Linked DNA regions of Mus musculus: all the other regions are linked to region 1. Evidence: chromatin contacts called from public promoter capture Hi-C data. All regions are on one chromosome and are shown on one strand. Each heading gives the region's core, a stretch centred on a gene start, on an enhancer-like site or on the middle of the called end of the contact. The rest is flanking DNA. Distances are from core to core; before and after follow the strand shown.

Evidence for each region. Promoter capture Hi-C pulls out the DNA fragments that hold promoters and counts their contacts.
Region 2: a contact with region 1 is called in a promoter capture Hi-C map of pre-B cells. The contact joins the promoter of 5830432E09Rik here to the promoter of Inpp5a in region 1. A contact is called at or near these places in 1 of 39 promoter capture datasets (pre-B cells) and 1 of 484 Hi-C or Micro-C datasets (neutrophils).
Region 3: a contact with region 1 is called in a promoter capture Hi-C map of pre-B cells. The contact joins the promoter of Tssc4 here to the promoter of Inpp5a in region 1. A contact is called at or near these places in 1 of 39 promoter capture datasets (pre-B cells) and 1 of 484 Hi-C or Micro-C datasets (CD4 T cells).

The regions. Positions count from the first base shown.
Region 1 is chr7:139,386,900-139,391,575 of GRCm38.p6, reverse strand. It overlaps Inpp5a (inositol polyphosphate-5-phosphatase A), which reads right to left and starts at 2,467. Exons shown (of 16, transcript NM_001127363.1): 1 at 2,112-2,467. The coding sequence starts at 2,186. It overlaps Gm46004 (a long non-coding RNA gene), which reads left to right and starts at 2,429. Exons shown (of 2, transcript XR_001778314.2): 1 at 2,429-3,010; 2 at 4,435-4,676.
Region 2 is chr7:135,649,703-135,654,378 of GRCm38.p6, reverse strand. It overlaps 5830432E09Rik (RIKEN cDNA 5830432E09 gene), which reads left to right and starts at 2,065. Exons shown (of 3, transcript NR_015548.1): 1 at 2,065-2,589; 2 at 3,369-3,535. It overlaps Ptpre (protein tyrosine phosphatase, receptor type, E), which reads right to left. Exons shown (of 21, transcript NM_011212.3): 4 at 2,533-2,626; 5 at 2,216-2,289; 6 at 350-486.
Region 3 is chr7:143,066,958-143,071,633 of GRCm38.p6, reverse strand. Tssc4 (tumor-suppressing subchromosomal transferable fragment 4) reads right to left here and starts at 2,266. Exons shown (of 3, transcript NM_020285.2): 1 at 2,121-2,266; 2 at 1,784-1,879; 3 at 547-1,698. The coding sequence starts at 1,677. The coding sequence ends at 724. It overlaps Cd81 (CD81 antigen), which reads right to left. Exons shown (of 8, transcript NM_133655.2): 7 at 4,401-4,487; 8 at 3,704-4,322. The coding sequence ends at 4,260. It overlaps Trpm5 (transient receptor potential cation channel, subfamily M, member 5), which reads left to right. Exons shown (of 25, transcript NM_020277.2): 25 at 1-105.

The sequences.
Region 1 (4,676 bases), core at 1,218-3,717:
TTTGCGATATAAATATAGTGTAAAACTTCAGAGAGCCTTAAGAAAACAAGTAAAAATTCAGATACCATGTTGCTAAAAAGTGGGTTAAGGTGGCCATGGTGGTTATACCACCTTTAATCCCAGCAGATGCAGGTAGAGCCATCTGCCTAGTCCACACTCTAAGTACCTGGCCAGTGAGAGCTATGTAAGGGCTCTATACATAAAGAGGGTGAATTAAGTCACCCCCTTTAATATCAGCGGAAAGAAGTATGTACGTATCCAATTGAAACACAACAAAAACTCTAGAACTCAGAAATCAAAAATTACTAGAAAGAATGTTTCTCACAGCAAAATTATTTTCCCTTGGAGATGAAAGTGCCCCACCATGCCTAATTTTCCTGACATTTCTGAGGCTTTGAAGCCACAGCTAACGGATCTGAATCATCCGAACAAAAACCACGCTACAGTGACATGTTACTGGAAGGCCTAGAATAGAGTGCTAAATATACAGGCCCTGGTGGAAAAACGATCACACGTGAAACTACAGCAAGTTGTCCATTGCTTGAGCGGACAGACAGCGCCTCTCTAGCAGGGAACTAAAACACTGGCATGTCTGTAAGTGAAAATAACAAAATATAGCAGTAACGCCTGCCTTTTACTAATAAAAGCCAAGCTTACGCTGACTGTGAACCCAGCTCTGTGAGACTCTTCTCCCATGCTCTCTGCCAGGAAGGAAACAGGACCCTCGCCTGAAATCTACATCAGGCCTGTATCCAAGCCCTGGCACCATCCCGACTGTTCACCTAGGTAAGGGGGTGGGTGGAGAGGGAGGAAGGGGAGTCAGTGGCTCCAAGGTTTCATCTGTGGCATTACCCTTTCTTCTTCAACAAGCATGCCACTTGGAGCCGCATCCTGCTTTATTTGGGTTGGCAGTTTAAGTACCAACAGCGGGGTGGCACCATGGCTGCAATGCTGAACTAGGTCAGCCCCAGCCTGCTCCAGGGAGCTCCCAGTGCCCCAGGCCTCAGCTCCCTTCTGCCTCCCAGAGGAGAAGAAAGCCCAGGGTTCCAGGGTGGGACTGGAGAAGCCGTTCTACAAGATAAAGGCCTTTGGCATCATTTTTGGCCTTGAAGAGCTTTTCAGCACCTTCTCATTTAGTAAACAGGAATATAAAGTCCCCCAAGGCTTGAAGAGAGCTACCTCATTTGAGAACTAGTGCTATTGCAAGTTACATGGCAAAATGAGGTGCCTCACGCCTCAGGCCCCTCAGAAGACAAGACCAAGGGATGGGATATAGGTACCAGGACTCAGATGATGGAGCTCAAGGTTTGGGACTGAGGTCTATTGGGAGGAAGGTTCGGGGATGGGAGATGGGGTGTAGAATTAGAGGCAGGGACCTCACTCTGGGGCCAAGAGTAGGTGTAGGATCTGAGGTTTTAGGGTAGAGACTCAGAGTTCAGGGTCAGTGTGGTATGGGTTGAGAGGAACAGGACCAAAATTTTTGAAAGCTGGGTTTCTGGAACCAGAAATCAGACTTGGGGGATCAGAGTCAGAGACTGGGGGCCAGGGGGTGAATCAGAAAACCTGGGGTCAGCGTATGCTTGGGTTTGGAAGCCAGGACATCCAAGTATCAGGATTCTGGGTCAAAATTCCAGGTCAGTACTTGTGGCTCTGGAGTTCCAAGGCAGGAAAAAGATAGGGATTTGCTGTCTTGGGAGCAAAGCAAGGAACCAGCATCAGGATTCAAGGATCTGGACTGAGTCTGGGTTCCTGTAGTATGGGTTAAGACAGGGGTTCAAAAACTGAGTCTTCGAGTTTGGCCTCGGGTACCAGAAAAGCGGTGTTAAGGTCCCGAGTGTGTAGCTGGAAGTTTCCTGGCCTAGGGTACCCCCCTGCTATGGGGTCAGGGTCTGTCTGGGGCTTGGGAAAATCCTGGTCGGAGTCTCCAGCTGTGGGTAGGGGGCATCAGAGTCACACGTCCCAAAGACAACTGGCCCGGAGTCCGCGGCTATAGAAGACGCTGTAGGGGCCGGAATTTAGGGTCTCCAACTGAAAATGGGGATGTCAGGGTCCCGGGCTGGGAGACTCCTAGCCCGTAACCGCCCCTCCCTAGCCGACGGCGCGGCACTTACGTCGTCGAAGAGCGAGCCCACGTTGGCCGTGACCAGCAGGACCGCGGTGCCGGGGGCGGCCGCCTTCCCCGCCATGGTGCCCGGGCGGAGCGGGCTCTGGACTGGGTGGCGGCGGCCGCTTCCTGCGGGGCCGGTAGGGCTGGGGTCTCGCGGGGCCGCGGGGCGTCAGCTGCGCCGGGGGACAGCACAGGGGCGCATCGCGGGCTTGGCGGGTCGGACCGGGCCTGGCCGGGGCTCCAGCCTCGCGGTCGCGGCTCTTCGCTGCTCCGCGGCCCCGCGCCCGCTCGCCGCCGCGCCTCACAGCGGCCCGCGCGCAGCCATTAGACCCGCCGGGAAAGTTCCCGCAGCCGCCGCCGCCGACTCCGGCTGGGACAAGTCCCGCCCCACAGGAGGTGGGACCCTAGAAGGCGGGGCTGTCGGTCGCGCCGGGGGTGGGGCCTCCCTATGGGGCGGGGCCTGCACACAATCTACAGACTTGGGTCTTAGGCTCCCTGGCTCCGGGTCCACTGGAAGGGCGGGTTCTCGAGCCTGAGTCAGGCTGGGGGTGGGGTTTGTGCAGGGGCGGGCCTGCTCACAGGAGCTAAGCCTAGGGTGGGGCGGAGCCAACACCAGATGGAGGAGGGGAGAGGCGGGCATATGGGGCATTCCTGTCAGTCAGGCCCCTGAGTCCTCCCCTGGCTTTGCCCCGCCCTGCCGCGGTTACGCGCATATTCCACCCTCCACTCCCATGACGTCACGACCCTGTTACCAAAGCGCTTCTTAAAGGAGCCGCGAGTTTGGACGACTACAGCCCGCCTTCTTGTTGGGAGCCCTGGAGATCCTTGGAACCTCTGTCCTGGCCCCCCATCCCCCCCCCCCGATGTGGAACCGGTCTTCAGCCTGGGTCCAGGCCCTCGCCGGTACGGGGAGTCTGACGTAGGCGGACCGTGGGAGGGAGCAGGGCCACGGAGAATTAAGGAGGAGCCTCCTCCAGTCCCAGCTCTGGGTCTGCAAAGAGTGGGTCTGCAGATCAAGTGTATGGGATTTTGCAATTTCCTAACACGTCCACCCAGTTCCTTATATAGGACTTTGCTTACAAAACAGAAAGCTGTTGGCATCCAAAAACAGAAAACTAATAAATCCTTTTAAGAAGCAAGCGTATTGATGTACTCCTGTAATCCCAGTACTCGGAAGTTGTGGCAGGATTGCTATGAGTTCGAGGCCAACCTGAACTCATAGCAACCTAAACTAGCTTGAGACCATACCCCGCCCCTCCCACCTAAAAAAGAAAAAGTTCAGATTAGGTGTTTGGATAGCCAGCTGTGGCCCCCATGCCACACCCAAGGACAGTTCCCAAGGTGGGGGATGTGGTCAGTCCGGGAATTTTAGCCACCAGAGAGAGCTGGAGGTGGGGGGCAGGGAGGTATGCTAGTTAGAAGAACAGAATCAGTCCTACATGTAGAAGGAATCAAGAAATTTCTCTGAGATAGAGTCAGTTGTTCCTGGAGGTGGGACGGGGCTGGTAGGGAACATATAGTGAGCTGGGTAACCCTTGCTAGTCTAGGCCTCCAGAAAGCCCTGTCCAGTGGGGCTGCTGCGCTGTAGCCTGCGAGGAGGCATCCAAAGAAACAGTACTACAGACATACTAGAACCCTGTTTGCAACGACAGTTCTTCTGGTGGGTTCATTCTTTAATTTTGTATTTAGTTTGTATGTATGGTGTGCATTGGTTCAGACACACACGCTACAGAAAACAGGTTGCAATTATCAGTTCTCTTCTTATAGCATGGGTTCTGGGATTTGAATTCGGGTCATGAAGCTTGGTGACAAGGGCTCTTACTCACTGAGCCATCTTGCCCGCCCGCTATAGATGGACTTTTCAGAGGTTAACAACCGCCGGAATTAATTTTAACAGGGCATTTACTTAACGCAATGGATGTGAACATCATCCAGTGTGGAACTAGCATTTAGCAATGTTAATGAGCTTCCCACAGCAAGGCTTTGAAATGAGTATCTGGTGCTTACAGCGCAGTGCCCAGTAACCACATGCTCCCTACCAAGTGTTTCCCAACTCTTGGCACCATCTGAGAAAGAATTCAGAGATGCGACAAAGAAAAGGATTAAGAGAAAGTAGTATTACAGAGAGAAGCCCACACTCAAGGAGTCAGTGTGTACAGGCTTCTGGAGAAAAACCTGTGGCCGTGCTTTTGAATGCTCTATCTTATAGACAAGCTTTAGAAGAAGAGAGGGTATTCAAGAGTTAAAGTTAGGGAAAGACATTCTAAGACTGGATTGGCACTTTACCAAAATAAGGTTTATTCTCTCTTCTGCCCTTATGGGTTTAGGGTTGTCATGATGCCAAGATGCATGATGGGAGCAGGCAAATTTGCACTGCCAATGAGGTGGAAATGCTGCTATAAAGAAGCAAAGACTGGTGTCCATCTTCACCCCACTTTGCACAGACATAGGGTATGCTCCTACTGCTCTGCTACACTCTGCAATGGCATCAAGCTCAAGCTGCAGTGTGGTTTGCCTTTATCTCTGCCTGTCTCTAGTCTACCTCTCAACCCTTTTATTCCACAAAAAT
Region 2 (4,676 bases), core at 816-3,315, 3.7 Mb after region 1:
TTGGGGACCATGACAAGATGCTTTGTGGGAGGCTCCCTGTATCCTTCAGCATAAATAAAACTGCCACCTACACCACGCACCACATGGTAGAATTACACGTTTATCACAGCTGCTGTCATATCATGGCACCCAATCATGGAGCTGGCAGCAACCCCCAGGAGCGCCAGGCTCAACCATCTCACTTCCTAAGGAACAAGGAGCACCAGTGAAGAGCACTGCACTAGTGACTGGGCTCTCCAGACCCCACTTCTGAGCAGCTCCACAAGTGACATAAAGTCCCGAGTCCCTGGAACTACTGGCTGGGACTGTCCCGCTATTCCTCGCGATGGCCGAGACCTGGGACACTCACATTGAACTCCTCTCGGAATCGCTTGCAGTCATCCGCAGATCTCACCCGGATCTCCTCCTCCAGGTGCTCCACGGGGATGGGGAAGAACTTCTTGGGGCCTGATGGAGATCTGCTCAGCAGCATCACTCTCTGCTGCTCTGTAGGGCCAGGAGCAACAGAGAAGCCACTTAGTTCCATTGCCCATGGCTGACTCATTCCTTAGATGGTCGGACAGCATTCCTGATGGATCTGCACAATGGGAGGGGACCAGTCCTCTCAAATCGCTCGCTCACCCTGGGGCTAACCCAGCTCTGAGCAACTGAATCAAACATCTCCTTCCCAACACACCCTATTTTCAGCAAGTGATGGCAGCATTCCTGTCCATCATAGACATCGTATTCTTGACCTTGCTTGCAAGCTCACCCACCACTCAGCCTTCCCTCTAGCCTATGTTCCTTCCACGCACGGCATGGCAGCTTCATGATACTAGATCCAGAGAAGAGTAATCACAGGGCTCTGGGTATACACTCAGAGCAGATGGGGGGACTGCCAGGATCTCTGTCTTGCAGCCTCCCCTTTTTGGCAATGCATAGACCCGCTTCCTTAAATCACATGCATTACAATGCAGAGAAACAAACCATCTCTGAAGCACGGGAGGAGAGGACACTACAAAGGGCTGCTGGGGACTGGCATTTCTCTCTTCACAGAGAGGGAGCTGGTTCCATAAGATCAGTAGAATAAGTCAGCTGTCACCTTTGCAAAAGGCCCTGTCCCACCTGCAGAGCTCACTGAGACACCCTTCGGCTGCAGCCAGATGAGCTGGTAGAAGCCTTTGCCTTCTTGCCCCTCCCAGCCACACTCTTCCCTCTGCACTGGCTTTTGGGATGTGCGGGGAGGCGAGAAGGGCAGGTTGCAGACTGCAGATGCACCAGACCTGTCTATGCGGATGTGCAGGTCCCCCAAGCCCTGCAATGCTACCGCTCAGCTGAGCCCTCTCTTGCCCATAGCCTTCCCATCTGTGGGGTTGTGTTAGTTCCTTTACTACCTTGGGGGAGTTCTAAAGTGTCGCTTGAGTTCTGACGGCATGCACGTTACCTCAAGGCAGGCAAAGCTCTGCAGGAAGTTAGAACAGAAAGCTGGAACCACTGCTGTGAGCCAGCGTTTTGTGTTTTAAATCGTCACTAAAAACCAGGGGCTCGGCATATATTGGGCAGGTGCTACGCCACTGAGCTGTATCCCCAGGTCCCTTGGCCATTTGAAGATGGATCTTGTTACGTCGCTCAGTCTGGCCTTGAACCTGTGTTGCTTCTGCCTCAACAAGTGCCTTCGAATACTGAGATTAGAAGCCCATGCCACCCCGACTCAGCTAGAGCCTGCACCTTTGAAACCACACAGAGAGGAGAGAAAAACAAGCTTTCATAAGCAGCGTTTACAAGTTAGGACACAGCTGGAATCTAAGTTAGGCATGTCCCCTCACTGGCACTCCTTCTCAAGAGCGATGAGCTCTGGCAGAGCAGTGCCCTTTCCAGCTTGATCCTGAGGTAGTACCGTCACATCTGAACACTCCTCACCATGAGTTAGAGCCCTATCACGGGGTGATTTCAAAGGCTTCAGTGAGAAATGTGACTTGGCAAAGCCCTGCTAAACCGACAGGATATGAGTGGTCTCTTTAAAAAAAAAAAAAAAAAAAAAAAAAACCTCACAAACTGAAATGTCTCAGACATCCGCTCTCTTGCAGGGAAAAAACGACCTCTCACACTAAGTTCCGAAACAGAGATTCTGGGTTACTAGCAAGTGACAGCGTGAGCCCAGGAGGAGCTGGAGAGAGTGGCAAGCTTGAGTGACAGCCCCATGCCTGCCCGCTGTACCAAGCCCAGTGTACAATACCTTGCTCTTCTAAGATCCCGTTAGGCATTTTCTTGTCGTTGCTGCTGACCACGGCCTTCCTCTGCTTCCGGAACCTTAAAGGCACACACAAGATGTGTTAGGTCTCAGCACCGCGGGAACCCCCAAGCCCTGAGTGTGGTGATACCCACCAGGTGAGCCGGGAAAAGTTCTTTCTGCTGCTCATGGCTGAGCTGTGTGGCAGCTCAGGCCTGGCCAGCCGCTGTCTGAGCTGTTTGGGCCCACACCCCCAGCCTCCAGCACACTCATTTCCTCATAGGAGCTGGTGAGAGCACGTCAGCGCCTGGGGACACTCCTACCTGAAGAAGTAGGCTGCAAGCAGGAACAGGAGGAGGAGCAGGGGCAGCAGCAGCCAGGTGAGCAGCGGCTGGGATGCACCAGGGTCCGGAGGGCCTGTGGGTGGGTGGGGTGGTAGAGGGCAGAGACCCCATCAGGACCTTGGGTAGGGGTAAGGACTTCCCCCATGCTACAGTTTAGAAATTATCTCCCTTCAGTTCTTTCCAGGGGACAGAGGAGTGCAATGGTGGGACTTGTTCAAGGACTCTGACGAAGGGTGACCTCCTCGTACCCCAATGTACCCTGCTCTCTCTCTCACACACTCTCTCTTTTCCTTTCCCTTTGGTTTTCAGAGGTAGGGTTTCTCTTCTCTGTATAGCCCTGGCTGTCCTGGAACTCACTCTGTAAACCAGGGTAGCCTTGAACTCAGAAATTCGCCAGCCTCTGCCTCCCAAGTGCTGGGATTAAAGGTGTGCGCCACCACTGCCCAGCCCAGCTATTTCTCTAAGCATCTTTGGCCCAGCCTCTCTCTTCAATGAGGAGGTGGAGGAAGGTGGCTTCCCCTCAGGGTACAGTTGTTGTGTCCCAACCCAGATGAATCAGGAGCACCAGGTATAAGGAAACAGCCCGGTCCCGAGGTTTGATACAGTTATTGAGGAACAGGCACACAATGGCCTGGCTTTTCAGAGCCTTGAATTCTTTGTCATAGAGACTGCTGGCTTCCTGGAACCAACTTGTGCATCCATTCTTCACACCTCCCAGGTCCACCTTCCTCAGAGAGACACATATCCCTACCCTTGCACCGTGCCTTTGGTGTCCTTGTGGTCATCAATTGACCCATTCTCTCTCAACCTATTAGGGTGCCCTCCTATCACCACAAAGCTCCCAGCCAAAAGGCCCCATCAAAAGCCTGCTTCTCCAGTGAATGAGTGTGGCTCCTGTGAACTGGTCCAGAGGAGCTATGATCTGCAGCTGGTGAGCACATGCTATCAGGAGTGAGCCGGTCTCCCATGGGAGGCCCTGGAGGTGAGTAGCTCGATTTCCATCCTCTTGAGTTCCAGAAGTGCCAAACATTGTCCCCAAGCTGAGTGTGTGTGCCAGGGTTCATGTCCTTCCTCCCATGTGCCACCCTGGTCCATAGAAACTCAGCACTCCAGGAAGGAGTTTGAAATGTCATAGTTTCCCCAGTCCTGTGCATGTATGTAATCTACAGGCTATGACCCACAGTCTGCCATCTGTGGCCCTGGCCAAGAGAAGCTGATTCCCAGCATGTCAAGGTCAGGTATATATTAGACTTAATGGCTAGGAATATCTGTCCCTCCCTCAGGGGGATACTCCAAACCTGCCCATTGCCCAGCTGGGGCCCGTTAGGAGCAGCCTGGTCCACGACTTCCACGGCTGTGGCTCCAGGGAAATGGTATACCCTAGACTAGGACCTGTATCAAAGTTTAACCTGGACTGCCGAGAGCTGCCTGGGCCTGAAGGGCAGCGCTAAGCCAATCTCAGGGAGCCCCACTGCTCAGGGTTCCCTGATTCAACTCCATCCATTTTTGGTCAAAGGCCACTAGAAAGTGTGGGCAGTCTCCTCCTTCTTCTCAGGAAATGCTCACTGTCTTTTCTGGGTGTGTCACCATGGTGACAATACCCACTTCTGCATTACCCAGAGCCCAGCCTCTGCTCTGCAGAAGCAGCTACTAAACTGGCTTGGCTACAAGGTCCACTCCATCATAGACAGAGGGACTTCGACCCCGTGAATCCTCCCCTGGGCTCTGTCAAAGTACTCGAGGGTCCAGCCTCTGTGTCCAGGTTCTCGGAGTACAAGCTGCAGTCACAGAAAAATGGGGACCCCACAAGGCATGAGTTGAGTGACACAAGGCCTACATGGATTGTCACACAGGCAGGATGGTCAGAGGGACTCATTATCCCTCAATTTGGTTTCTGTTACTTCTAATGTTCTTTGTCTAGGAAGGCAGAGGTCAGGGCCAGAACCTCGCAGGCTTCCCAAGGGTAGCAGAACACCCAGAGCCAGCTGGGTGGGACGGGACATAGGGAACCGTGGGCATGCTCTGGCTACAGTGTCAGAGCCTATGGAAGGATGGGTCCGTACTACTTCTTGCCTCAAATACTGCAAAAGAAGAAGCCCATACCTTATGAAATGTCTTTGAAA
Region 3 (4,676 bases), core at 1,017-3,516, 3.7 Mb before region 1:
TGGGGACTACAGAGGCTGGGGCAGACCTGGGTCTTAGCAGGTCTAGCTAACTTGGTCCAAGTCCCTGGCCTCCACAGGAAACATTCGCTCATGCATCCTCCCTGCATCCTTCTCTTCTTCTCTGGCTCAGCTTCAGTGGAATGACCCAGCATCAGCTGTGTCTTACACACACAAGTCCTGGAGACACAGCCAGACACCAACCATATGCTGCTTCACAACTCATCCTCTTCCTATAACCTGTGGTCTGTACAGGCCCAGTGCTGGGGCTGCATTGGTTTCTGGGGGTGGGGGTGGGGGTGGGTTGTGCAGATTATGCTCATTCACTACCATCAGGGGCACAAGGCTGAACACAGCTAAGAGCCCAGTCCCTCTGGGTAGTTTCATCAGTGACAAATGTAAATGACCATGGCAAACCTTCACGGCAGTCCTCACTGGAGTGGGGAAGGCAAGGTGAGGCTGCCAGAGATGCAGTCCTGTAGTTGGCTGCCCAGGACTGTTTGGACAGAACTCTTTGAGTGGGGCCCGGAAAAAGCCACACAATTCAAGAAATATTCCAAACGTTTATTATTCATCCTAAACACTGGGGCACAAAGGCCTTCGAGGTCCCCTGACCCACAATTCCCACAGTCTCTGCCAGAGCGGCTGCACACATCCCCCTACCACAGACAGCCCACACCTTCCCACTTGGACTAGCAGGTGAGGGGTAGAGTGATAGCACTGCAGTCAAACTGAGGGTCCTCTCTCAGACCCCGGCCCCCCAGGGTTACCGTCCCTGTTCCGGAAGTGGTCTCTGCTCCGCTTCTTGCTGCCATGGAAACCAACAGCCTTCACACCTATGGGGCCTGATGAGGACTCAGGATGGGCAGCTTCTGAAGGTACCACCACCTCTGGCTGTCCCTGGTGGCCACTCCATTCCTCAGCCTCAGGTCCAGCGAGATGGGCTAGCTCCACAGCGGCCTCACCCCCCGCACCTGACCCAACCCCCTTCTTTAGGACCCTCTTCCTCTCAGCCCTAGCCTCACTGTCCCTCACTGGTTTGGTGAAGACCACTCTTCCCTCCCCACAGCTAGAGGGGTCCTGGTTGAAAGAAGGCACATAGTCTGTGTGGGACACCTGGCTTCGAGAGCTCAGGAAGGCCAGGGCAGCATCACGATTGCTCTGCTCACTGGCTTCAGACACATCCTCCAGACTGTATTTGGTCCAACGCTCAGGGTGTGACACATAGTCAGGGACTGGGAGTACCCTAGTCGGGCCAGTGTTCCCATGCACTCTGCTCAGGCCCCTTGCTGGAGTCTGACTTGGGGGAGTCACGGGCCGCCTGAAGCTGCCATTGTCACTCACACTGGTTTGGGGAGCAGAGCACGGTGCCTGCCGGGCTGCACTCTCCAGACAATCAAAGATGCTGTGGCTGCGCTGGGAGAAGGTAGAACTCATGCCTCGGAGGTGGAATGGCTGCACTGCAGTGGTGAGGGTGCCCGTGGGGGGCGATGGAGGGTCCTCAGGGCCGGAGTCCTCCTGGCCCTCCTCCGAAAGCCTCTCTGGGGACAACACTTGGACCTCCACACCACTAGGTAAGCTAAGGTCCGAGTCCGAGTCGCTGAGGGAGACGGTGTCAGAAGGCAGGGTGTCATCCTCGGTGGGTTCATCAGCCTCCAGGCCAGCCTCTGTCTCCGCCATACGACCTGACACCCGTCCCACCTGTAGCGAAGCAGTCCCAGTTCCGCCGTGAGGGGTGTATTTAAGGCCTCATCCCTCCCCGTCCTCCCAGGCTCCCGTCTTTCACCTCCACTATGTGTCAAGTGCCTCTACTCACAGCCGGACGGGAGGCCTCGCGAAGCTGGGTGGTTAAAGGGTATCCTAGCGCGCACAGATACAGGAGCTGCAGGTTAGGTGGGGTTAAGGAGAGAGTCAACCATGAGATCATAACAGTGTGGACATACAATAGATGAGCACTGGGAGATGCTGGTGACAGGAGATCTCCATCAGCTGCTTGTCCCATCACGGGCTCTCAGTAAAGCGCAGCCTCTCTAGGTACAAGCGCCACCCGGGTCCGGACGAAGGGCTGGCAGAAACAGGCACGGGAATGCCCTGGCCGCGGCCTTAGGGAGGCCAGTGCTCACCGTTCCAGCGTCCGTACACGCCTCAATACCCTGCCGCCTTTCTCGCAGCGTCCCGCCAGTTCCCCGGGATTCGGTCCTGTCCAGTCTCGCTCGGGTTCCTGGGAAACCGAGTCTCGGGCGATCAGATTTTCGTGGCTTCAGCGCCCGAGAAACTACAACTCCCAGAAGGCAATGGGTTCCCGCCTAATGTCAGCCGGGACTTGTAACCTTAACAAGCGTGCCAACCCGGAGCGCACACGGAAACCCACCCAGAAATGACGAAAAAGGAAAAGGCGGAGCCACGGTTCCCACAATACTCCAGGGCTAACTGCCAATCGCAAAGGGTTGAGGCCTGCAGCTTCGCCTGTCGGAAGCCGTCCCGGCCGGGTCCGACACAAGGAGGAAGTGCGTCACCACGCACTGTGAGCGCCAACCAGTTTCCTAGACATTTCCGGCCCTGGGCGGAAGTGGTGTGGGTCTTGTGCTTTGTTGGCTTTCTGGAGTGAGGCGGGGCCAAGGTCCTGGTTGGCTCTTGGCATGAAGAGACGTAGTGGTCCCTGGGGTGGGTTGGTTGGGGCTTCAGAGATTCGAAGCCGCTATCCTGGGCTCTGCCTGTCTGTGCTTCCTGACGCAGGAACGGACACTTTAGTTGCAGGACGCCGCCCCTACTAGTCAAGGCCACACATAATCCTCCTCCAGGCGTGGGGCTGTTTTCTTGTATCCTTAGGGATCAGAGTCTGAGACACCATGGGGCTGCTGCATGCGCCTCTCCTTTCCTATGTTTCTGAAGCTGTGCAGCAGGCCTCCAACAGCTTTGGCCTGGTGCCCATGGACCTCATAACATAGGATATAAAGGGCTCCTCAGACCAGAAACCAACCAAGCACGGAACAGGTTGCATAGGCGTGGGAGGTAGAGGTGGCGGAGACCTAGAATGTCCTAGTACAAGCTTGGGGTTCACCGACAAATAAGCCTACTGGGAGGCTGCTAGAAGCTGGGCCATGAATCTTGGCTAGGGCGTCTCTCCTCTAGTGGCCAATTAACTATGCCAGCAGCCTGGGGGAGGGGCGCAGACAGGAGACAAAGGGAAAGAGACAGTGGTGGTTGCCCCTGGCGTCCGGGAGGTTGCTTAGCCTGATCCTCAGTTCACAGGGGTAAGTGAACTGCCATCTTGCCTTTTACTTATTGAGACACAAGCCAGAGCCACCCAGCTCCGTGGAATCTTTTCTTGAGATGGATGGGGTAATGGGCTAACCTTTACTGTCTTGTCCCTGAAAAGGAGGGTGTTCTTGCAGCTTATCTCCATCATTCTGTGCTGAATTTCCCTGCTTAGGTGGCTCCTCCTACCCGACTCAGCCTGACCTGTCATGTCCAACAGATGAGTGGAAATGAGGTCAAGGCTGGCGTAAAGTCAGCATTGAGCTCCCAGTATAAGGAGGTACAAATGAGGGAGGACCCATATGGAGTGCTCCCAGGGTCCCAGCCCTCCCCACCCACTGTGTTCCACAGCCTCTATTGGACCTGCTCACCCTGTGCCTGGCAAAGTTCAGAGCTGATGAGCCAGGTCTCTGACACCGCTAGCACAGGAAGAGGTCTGGCAGTCCCATTAGCATGCCTGATTTTTTTCCTCCTTTATTAAATGACTGTTTCAAGATTTAATTACAGTTGAAGGTGACACGTTAGAAAGAATAAGTGCATTGAAGGCATAAGAGGGCTTACAAACCCAGCTCTTGAAATGGAGGCAGGAAAGGAACAAAGATTAAAAAGATGTGAGCAATGTGACCCACAGTGGGTTGAGTGGGTGGGCATGGCCCTCTAGCTAGGCTACAAAGCCTCTGGGCAAGTAGCTGTAGAGGAGGTTTGGCTCAGCAGGCAGAACTCTCCAGGGGTCCCAGACGTACAGGGCCCTGCAAGCCAGGGCCAGCTCCACCCCTACATCCCACATATGCCACCCATGTGTGATGTCAGCTCCCAAAAGGTAACAGGAAAAGTTCAGGACAAAAAAAAAAACTAAAACAAAAACAAAACAAAACAAAACAAAAAACTCAAAAGTAAAAAGACTAAGTGTAGCAGAGTGATACAGAAATATTATATACACAGGCCATGTCCCCCAAGGTGGCCTCTGGTCACTCCAGGGATCCTCTGGTGCAATGCAAAGGGCCTCAGTACACGGAGCTGTTCCGGATGCCACAGCACAGCACCATGCTCAGAATCATCTCAAAGATCTGCAGGAGGGAGGGGCATAGTCAGCACCTAAGGCCCTGGGAAGGATCCCACCCACCCACCAGAGACCCTGTGCTTACCATAATGACAGCTACCACAATGGCTGCAATTCCAATGAGGTACAGCTTCCCAGAGAAGAGCTCATCGATTTTCTGATGACAATCTTGCTGCAGGGATGGCAAGAGCGTGGTTAACCATCAGTGGCTAAGTCACAGCCACCACCCTACTCAGTGACAGGACCTATGTATCACAGCTTATCTTCCACCCCAAAACAAATTTAAGACACACGGACCTGCTGCCTGCAGCCTTTTGTCACAGGGGAGTGTTTTTTTACCTCACTAGCACCCTAGGGTCAC